Linked DNA regions of Lactuca sativa: region 1 is linked to region 2. The links are chromatin contacts, called in public Hi-C maps. All regions are on one chromosome and are shown on one strand. Each heading gives the region's core, a stretch centred on a gene start, on an enhancer-like site or on the middle of the called end of the contact. The rest is flanking DNA. Distances are from core to core; before and after follow the strand shown. Region 1 holds the start of LOC111908809 (homeobox-leucine zipper protein HAT14). Region 2 holds the start of LOC111908820.

The links. A called contact is a pair of places that touch in the nucleus more often than the background predicts.
Region 1: a Hi-C map of leaf shows a contact between it and region 2, with 5 times the contacts expected there. The contact joins the promoter of LOC111908809 here to the promoter of LOC111908820 in region 2. A contact is called at or near these places in 3 of 4 Hi-C or Micro-C datasets (bud, leaf and seed).

Annotation. Positions count from the first base shown.
Region 1 is chr5:334,294,839-334,299,407 of Lsat_Salinas_v11, forward strand. LOC111908809 (homeobox-leucine zipper protein HAT14) reads left to right here and starts at 2,985. Exons shown (of 4, transcript XM_023904611.3): 1 at 2,985-3,515; 2 at 3,613-4,013. The coding sequence starts at 3,173.
Region 2 is chr5:333,839,553-333,844,180 of Lsat_Salinas_v11, forward strand. It overlaps LOC111908820, which reads left to right and starts at 2,315. Exons shown (of 2, transcript XM_042895467.2): 1 at 2,315-2,532; 2 at 2,613-4,364. The coding sequence starts at 2,995. The coding sequence ends at 4,080.

The DNA of each region.
Region 1 (4,569 bases), core at 1,735-4,234, 460 kb after region 2:
CGGTGTTACAACATCCTAGGCTAAAAACATGGTGTGTGCACTGCAGTCGTCCCAAGCTCTTCCCTATGCTACCGGAAGTACTTGAAACCAAAACTAAAAGCTGTAAGCACAAAGCTTAGTGATTCTCCCCAAACTACCACATAACATACACATAATCACATAATCATGTAATCATATAATAACATATCATGCGCCTTGCCCGCTACATCGGGCCCCACCCGACATCATACTGAAGTCTGGCATCGGGCCCCGCCCGACATCAGACCGGAATCCGGAAGCATACAAACATTCCTTGGGCCTTCCCCGACTTTGGACCAAAGTTTGGAAACATATAAAACAAGCACATGCAAGAATCACATAGACATCCAGCACACAAACATTCCTCGGGCTTTCCCCGACATCGAACCGAAGTCTGGGAACATATAAACCTACATCGGGCACTGCCTGGCATCGGACCTTAGTCCGGAATATACTAACATACATAAACGGGCCAACATTGGTGTCTTCGACCCATTCCTACATGAGGAAACTCACATCGCAAAGCTGAATGCCGAATCTCACGGTATTGATTCTCTAACGACCGCCCAATGATTCTCCGAACTGTCATTACCAACATAATACTTAGTCAAAATCCAATAATCCTTTAGATATCATTCCATACCAAAACCCATTTCACATGTCAACCTTGGTCAAGGTCCAAGTCGAAGTCAATGTCAAGTCAAAGTCAAAGTCAACACTCCGAGTGGACCCAACGCGTCGAGTCATCCTCTAACTCGTTGAGTTTCCATGCTTCTCAGAATCGTGATAAAATGAGTCAACTCATCGAGTCCTTCCTCAGACTCGTCGAGTTCTTCTTTTTACAAAATTGGGACAATTTGACCCAACTCGCCGAGTTCCTCTATTAACTCGTCGAGTTCCTCAGTCTGTTGCTCCCTCTCAATGGATTAAGTCACTAATCTTCAGATCTAAGCTCTATACTTCAGATATAGGCTGGAAATGTCCTTAGGAGGGTAAAGTTTCCAACTTTACCCGTCAATACCCTTCCCCAAGATATTTAGCTCAAACCCTAACTCTAAAAGATCTAAATCTTGATCCAAAAGCCATCAATAATTCAAAATAGGGTGTACAAATAGAGATTTGGACCTTAGAGACTAGATGAACACGTAAAGCCTTCAACTTTCTCTTCATAAATGGCCCTTTGGAGCTTAAAAGGCCAAAATGGTAGTCTAAAGGTTGCATGTTGCTTCTATGGCCATGAAGTTTGCACCTTTATGCCATGAAAGCCCTTTAAGACCCTAGATTTGATAAAGTATTCAATTGGGACGTTAATTTCCCAATGATCAAAATATTTGGACCAAAAACCCAATAAAAGTGTTAAGAAAGAAATCTAAGAAATCATTTGGCAAGTTTGAAACTTGCTTACCAAAAAGTGACGAGGATGGGGTGAAGTTTCTGGATCTACAAACTCCTTCTTGAGTCCTCAAGCTTCTTCTTCTTCCACAAGCTTTAAACACACAAAAATCTTTCAAGGTTGGCTCACAAACTTACACAATGCATTAGGGTTTCGAGATTTAGGGTTTGGGACGTGGAAGTTGGAAATGAGACCAACACCTTGGGGTTAAGATGTTTAAATAGGGTGTAAAACCCTAAAATTTAGGGTTTCATTCTGCCAGTCCTACTCATCGAGTTGAGGCTCTCAACTCGTCAAGTAGACTTCACAACCCGTGCCCTAGTCCATTCCTACTCGACAAGTTTGGGGCCTCCAACTCGTCGAGTTTCTATACAAAAGTGAATAAATTTTGAATTAAATACATACCAGGAACCAGGCGTTACATGTATGAGTTCTTCGTCATGACTGGACTTATCCTCAGATCGCGTGCTTCCCTCCTACCCATCCAAAGACCAAAATGTCAGCCGGTCTAAGTGTGGATCTTGCATCCTATGGGTCCGTCAAAAAGTTCACTGACGCTTCTTTCTTCGTAGAAATATCATCACACCGACAAGCATCAAAGAGAACATCTCTAACCACATCATGTCTGTACTTGAAACCAGGAAGCTCTCTACAATGAACCGTATGTTTCTCAAAGATATCCAAACACGTCTTGCGGCAAACTGGGCATATCTCGTCAATTGGAAATAAAAGAATCATGAGGCGGTAACGAATGATAGTTCGGTACTCCACAGGAGACATATCCTGACCAAGACTCAAAAATATATACAAAAACACATAAAATATTTGCCTAAATTTGATTGAACATATATACAAAGCTCAAAAATATAGAAAAAACGCATAGTAAATATTTTATATTCTTTTAATTTTCGGTTTATGTGTTTTTTTTTTTGTTTTAAGATAACGGAAAATTTTAATCATAATTAATGTCTTATTTGTTTGTTCTAAAACTAAAATAATTATTTATGTTAATAAATTGATAAAAAAAAAATAAGAAAATAACATAACATACTTTGAAATAATTAACGTGGAAGAATGAAAAACTTAGACTACAACAGATATGATCATGTGATTATTTTCTTTTTTGACGCAATTAAAAACTTAGACTACAACAGATATGATGTGAATAAAGACTTACGCTATACTTTTTGTGAAACGCCAAGTAAAAGACCATTGTTCAGTTCTTTGCGTAAGTAAAAGACAATTCTAGCCTTGCTTGGTTACGACTATCTCGACCAAATCTTTTTGTGTATGAATATTGCAAATATTATCTCTTTAGTCTTGTAGTCACAAGAAGTAGGCATGCTATATAAATAAAGAAATTCACGTGAGATTGTCAACCGAGATTTGGGTTTGGTCAATCTTTTCCCCCTAAATCAAATCCAAAGAAAGATACTTTAAAAAACCAAAAGAACAAACAAAAACAAGTGCTCTAATTGGAAATAAACAAAACAACATTAAAAGAAATGACTTTGTCTTTGTTGTTGGGCCGTGTGTTTATACAATTTCCATTTGTTTAAACTCCTTTTTCTTTCTTTTTTAACAATATCAAGAAAATCTCTCTCTATCCCCTCTCTTTCTCTCTCTAGAAGCTCTTTAATTCAATACGTACATACTGTACCCTAGAACATCATTTATATAAGTCTCCCTTTGTCCGTAGATAGTTCCCATGTCATTACAGATTTTCTAGAGAGAGAGAGAGAATTTTTAGAGAGAGAAAGTATGGAACTAGCTTTGAGCTTGGGAGATACTCCAAAACCCTTTTCATTGTTGGATCATCACAGCAGATCTCAGCAGCAGAAGATGAAGGATTTAGGGTTTTGCATGGGGTTGGGAGGTAGTAAAAATCTTGAAGTAGAGCTTAACTTCAAGAACATGATGAGAGAGAAAGATGATGATGACGCACATCGGAAATCCGAGGAGAAAAGAAGTTCCTCTTCTTCATCGGATCCATCACCGCCACCACCACCACTGCAACTTGATCTCCTTCCTTTTTCTCCTGTTCTCCGATCTGCACCACCACCAACGCCTTCTCACCGGTCCTTCCCGTGGCTCTCAAAAAACTGTAAAACCCAACATTCATAATTGAGATTTTGTATCCAAATTAATGTTTCAGTTTTTGCTTCGTTGATTTTAATTATTTGATCTTGCTTGTGGAACAGTGATAACAGAAATGGGTTCGCAGAATAAAGCGGTGCAAGTTCTTGATGTTAAGCCGTTGGCGGTTGTGTCTGATCAGGAAAACATGGAAGAAACCGCCGGCGGAGAGTCATCTCCGAACAACAGTAACAGTGGTACGTCATCTTTTCAGATGGATTTCTCTTCCATCTTCAAAAGCAGTAACTGTGGAAGATCATTCCATTCGAGGAAAAGAGATTTGGATCTAGCAACAGTTAATTTGGAGTTGATAGAGGCTACCGAAAGTGATCAAAGAGCTTCTTCAAGGGGAGGTGGTATGAGTGATGAAGATGAAAACGGGTTGACCCGAAAAAAGCTCCGACTCACTAAAGAACAATCTGCTTTTCTTGAAGATAGCTTCAAAGAACACAGTACCCTCAACCCTGTAAGTCTCTCTCTCTCTCTCTCTCTCTCTCTCTCTCTCTCTCTCTCTTGATATTGGCATGCAGATTTCATCTTGGGATTGAAGTGTTCAAATCGTTCGTAATTTATATAAGAAATTGGATGGTATTAATTATATCATATTTGATTCAGATTAAAAAGTTTTTCGGTGAAACCATGTTAATTTTTTTTGGGTAGAAACATTAAAAAGTGAAATCATACAAGATATTCTTAGTTCTTGGAGTTTAGGGCTTGAACATATATACACAGTCTAAGTTATGTATGTATATATGTCTGAAGTCGCAAAAGATGTCATCTTTTTTGAAGTTTTTTAACATGATCTTGGGATATCTACCATTTAAACTCATGGTTCTCGTGAATTTACTAACTGTGGCATTCAAGCTCAAGATTTTGCATATGCCTCTAAACACACATTATAGCTTCAAACCCAAGAACTCAAAGCTTCTTATTATTATTATTATTATCGAATAAACTCAAGTTAGTATCAGTTAGCTGTGAGACTTTCTGTTCTTTATCAAAATTTAAGATAATATTATTTG
Region 2 (4,628 bases), core at 1,065-3,564:
ATTAGGGTTTTTAAGATATGGAGGCTGGTCTAAAATGGTAAGGAGATGGGTTTAAGATGCTTAAATAAGGTACAAACCCTAAAAATTAGGGTTTGTCCCAAGCCAACGTACGTCCTGCCTAACCCCACATACGCCCAACGTACGTGGGCGGTGCCCACAATCAAGGTCTAACTAGTATGCTGAGCTTACTCATAGAGTACGCCCCCGCGTACTAGCCAGAGGACCAATATTGCAAATATTTTATTAGTAAGGGTTAAAAGGAAACTCACAAGGCCCGAATGTTACAAAATATACCTCCGATTGCTTTGATGAAACCTTAGCTTCACAATTCCTTCAATTTTCACAAAATAATCTTTGGGCCTCGATGAATCCTTCAAAATCTCCATTTGAGTGTTCTTCCATCCTCTCCAACTTGTTCTTATTCTAATGAGGAGAGAATTCCGCTATCTAGCTTCTAATTTTCGAATTTTGGCATAATTAGCCCTTCCCTTTCCATTTTTGCTCATAATTGACATAATTAGCCCTTCCCCTAGAATGGATTTCTTTTACTCAAAAGATCCATGACTAGTCAACTCTTGGTCTTAAGTTTTCTATTTGGCAAAACTCATCCTTCTACTTACATCTTCGACTTATTAAGTCTAAATACTTACTTTATTTAAAGTCTCATCATTTATTTTATAAAATTTCATTAAATTATATTATAATTAATTTATTAATTTATTTAGCTTTTATTAATTTAATTTAATTATTTTATATTATTATTATTTTTAATTTAAATTTTTTAGCTTTACTAAAAATCCAAAACTTTTAACCCCAAAAAGGAAGATAAATATAATGTAGTAAGATAATACTCTATATCCTTTTCCATTTAAAAATCAATGACCTTATTGCTAATGAGATTAAAATACATGGACATTCTAACAATTATCAGCTAATATCCAAGATTGTCGTCTAAAATTCCAAATATTTAAACGATTGTCGATTTCTTTTTCTTTTATGTGAACAATTGCCAATTTCAAAAACCGTTGAAAGTTTGATATATAACTAAGAGAAGTCTTTAGAAAACCCCTTTATATTCTAAGTTTATTCGTGACAAAGTCACGACAACATTTTTTTAAATAAAATGACAAATTCATAATTATTTTTTACAAAAAACCGACAATGATTTACATATCTTGGATTTTTAAACAATAATCTTCAGAATTAGTCTCTATGTAATAAACTTATTAATGAACAAATCATTACTTTTTTAAACATAAAAATATTGGAGATTATTATCTTACTAATGAAAGTCATAAAGAAATTTCCACATTGTGAAATCTTTTTTTATTTAGAATGTGTAAAATTGGAACGATTTATAATTAATCTACATATGTACTTCCTGAAATAAAATTTTATTTTCCAAAATGATTTTTAATTTACCTACATGCTATGTGTATAACCTACTAAATCAGCAAATGAGAAGTCATTTTAAGAATGCATGATCTCATTTCATAAAATATATATGATATTATGTAAGTAACTAAAAAACAATGTTATTTCTAACACATGTTGAACCATAAATAAGGGGTCATAATGGCCGTATTTGATTAAAAAACGGATGACTTTTATTGAACGAAATAAAATATAGTTATTAAACCAAAAAAGTGTAATATATATTGGTTTTTATGTATATTGATCATCATCTTATTGTATTCTTTCATTTTGATAAAAAATATATGTTGTTGTTATTGTTGTTGTACAAAATAATAATAATATGACAAACCATAAAAATAGAGTATGATACCACACATTTTCATTTTTGGTTCAGAAGAATTATGACTATATAATAAGCACATGATATACATTTTCCTAGGATTTTCAGCTAAAATCCTAAGACTGGTAGGTGTCGGCAACGCCCACACTACGTTATTAGGAAAACGACAAACAAAAAACACGTTATAACGTGTTATGGTGGTAACGAGGAGTAACGCGCAGTCTCATAACACCTAATAACGGAGAAGGGGGCGGTGTTCACATGTTATAACATGCAATAACACCCAATAACGCCATTGCCCATACCCACCTCTCTAAGCAATTATCAATTTTTTGTTATTTTCTAAAAACAATTACTAGATATTTGTCTTTTTTTTTTTTTTTTAATATATAAGAATAAGCCCAAATTATATGGACTTTTTCTGGAAGATATCCCAAAAATTATTTCATAAGTTTTAAAATTTTGTATGAAACTAAAGATCGGATTTGAGCCCATTAAAAACGAAAGATATGTGTGATGTTTGATTTGGTGTATAAAACCAAAAAGTTATAATAAAAAATTAACTAAACAATAAAACGGAAACGACTAAACTTTGGGGGGTATCTCTCTCATATCTTACTTTGAGAATCATTACAATCTCCCGTCTTTCTCAGTCCAGATTGCTGTTCTTGTATTAGATGATTCAATCGATGGCTAGTTCATCTGATATTCTATAACATATTTGTCTCAATCTTTTTTCCTGCCGATGAAAAACTCGCATCTCTGCTTCAATTAAGGTTCTGATCTTTAATTACTGTTTTATTTATTGTTGTACCCGTTTAGAACCCTAACTTTACTTTTGTTAGCTGCGTTCAAGGTTTAATTTTTATCACAAGCTTGCACCTTACATGTCCTGTTTCTTGATAGCTTCTTGATACCGCGATTAGAAATCTGAACCATAAAAATCAGGGTTTTCCCTCTTTATACTTCAAAGAGAAATGGTTTTCGGCTTGTTGTGATCCAATTTCGTAAGAAGATGGGTTTTAGTACAACAATTGGAGTGCGAAACTAGGGTTTTGTTAAAATCCTTGGCAGATATGTATATGCTGCTACAGTATTAGATCGTGTTCCCCATACAAAATTCGGATTTGGGGTTCTGACGTTTTCCGCTGCTTATACGTTACATCAATCGAGAAGAAATTAGGGTTTTGATTCTGTTTCCTTGAAAAATTGAATTGGAGGTTCTGTCTACGGTTTTAATGGGGGATCAATCGCCACAGAACACAATGAATCTTGACCTAAATTTAGGACCTGTCGTTCATCCTTCCCCAGATGATCAACCACATGCTATGAGCTTTGAAGATTGGCTACTCGGGTCTATGAGGGAAGTGGTTTCTAATCGCCCTATGGGTAGGCAGAGATTGCGATCAGTTTGGAGACATATGCCTGTTTCCATGGAAGCTAGAAACACCTCTCTAGGGTTGACAGATGATGATGACGACGAAGAACAGCCTCAAGATATAATCAAAACAAACGAAAATGGTGATAAGTACTTAGAAAACGAGGCTATGGGAAACACAAATCTTGAAAAGAACAATGGAAATGAAGGCAGCTTTTTCGATTGTAACATATGTTTGGATTTAGCAAGTGAGCCTGTAGTCACTTGTTGTGGACACCTTTTTTGTTGGCCATGTCTTTATAGATGGCTATTTGTTCATTCCGATTCAAAAGAATGTCCAATTTGCAAAGGAGAAGTAACAATGAAAACCATAACTCCAATTTATAGCCGTGGAAATCGAACACGTGTAAACAAAGAAATCATCGATTCAAATCTCAAGATTCCAAATAGACCACAAGCAAACAGAATAGAAAGCTGGAGACAAGCTATTCAAAGAAACACACTCAATCTCCCAATGTTTGAAATGATTCGAAGGCTCGATAATCGATTCGATTTAACTTCTGATAACACACAAGAACCTTCAAATCATTCATTGTTAAATAGAATCTTCACTTCAAGAGGGATGCGAAGGGGTTTAGATCCAGTAACTGCCGCCCCGGAACATGCCACCGTGGACCCGCATCCACACCCGCCACGTGGCGGTAGTTTGAATTCTGTTGAGGGTTTTGTTGAATCATATGAGAGGAATCTTGAACAGATTCCATTAATGGAAGATAGACATTCAATGTCGAGTATTGCTGCTGTGATACAATCTGAAAGTCAGACTGAAACAGATTCTAGGGTTTCTGTGTCAACGAGTTCAAGAAGAAGATGTGAATCATCAAGTTCTAGGGTTGAAGATGTTAATAGTGGAGAGTCTCGTTCTAGAAGGAGGAGATTGCAGTGAAATGAGAAAAGGGTTTTGTTCAAAACTTTGAACATCTTTGACTTTGAGTGAGTGGGTTCTGAATCTATGTTAAAAGATGTGTTTTTAACTTTTTTTTTTTTTTTTTTTTTTTTATATATATATATTTGTTTTGTGCAATTTGATGCTTAAAAACATTTTACTCTTTTAAGAGTTTTCTGCAATTAGATGGTGCTTTGAGTTGTGTTGGAATGGTGTTAATGTTTTATGTATAGGTATTATGACTATTAGTTTTCTCATGATATGATATTAAACTTTTTATTCGACTTCTTTAGTGTAAAAAATGCAACATTGGTTAGTTGTATTTTTAGTCCTTGTGGTTTTGTGGTTTTGTGTTTGAGGTCCATGAATATGAATTATTCCAAACCTTATTTTATGTATAGTGGAGTATGGCTTTGTGTTGGAGCATAAAGTTATAAAAAAATATTTAGTATAAAATAAATATTGTTTTTAATTAATTGCAACGTGAAAAATTAAAACGTGTTATTCCAAACCATTTAAAATTGAGCATTGAACAAATTCCGACAAAA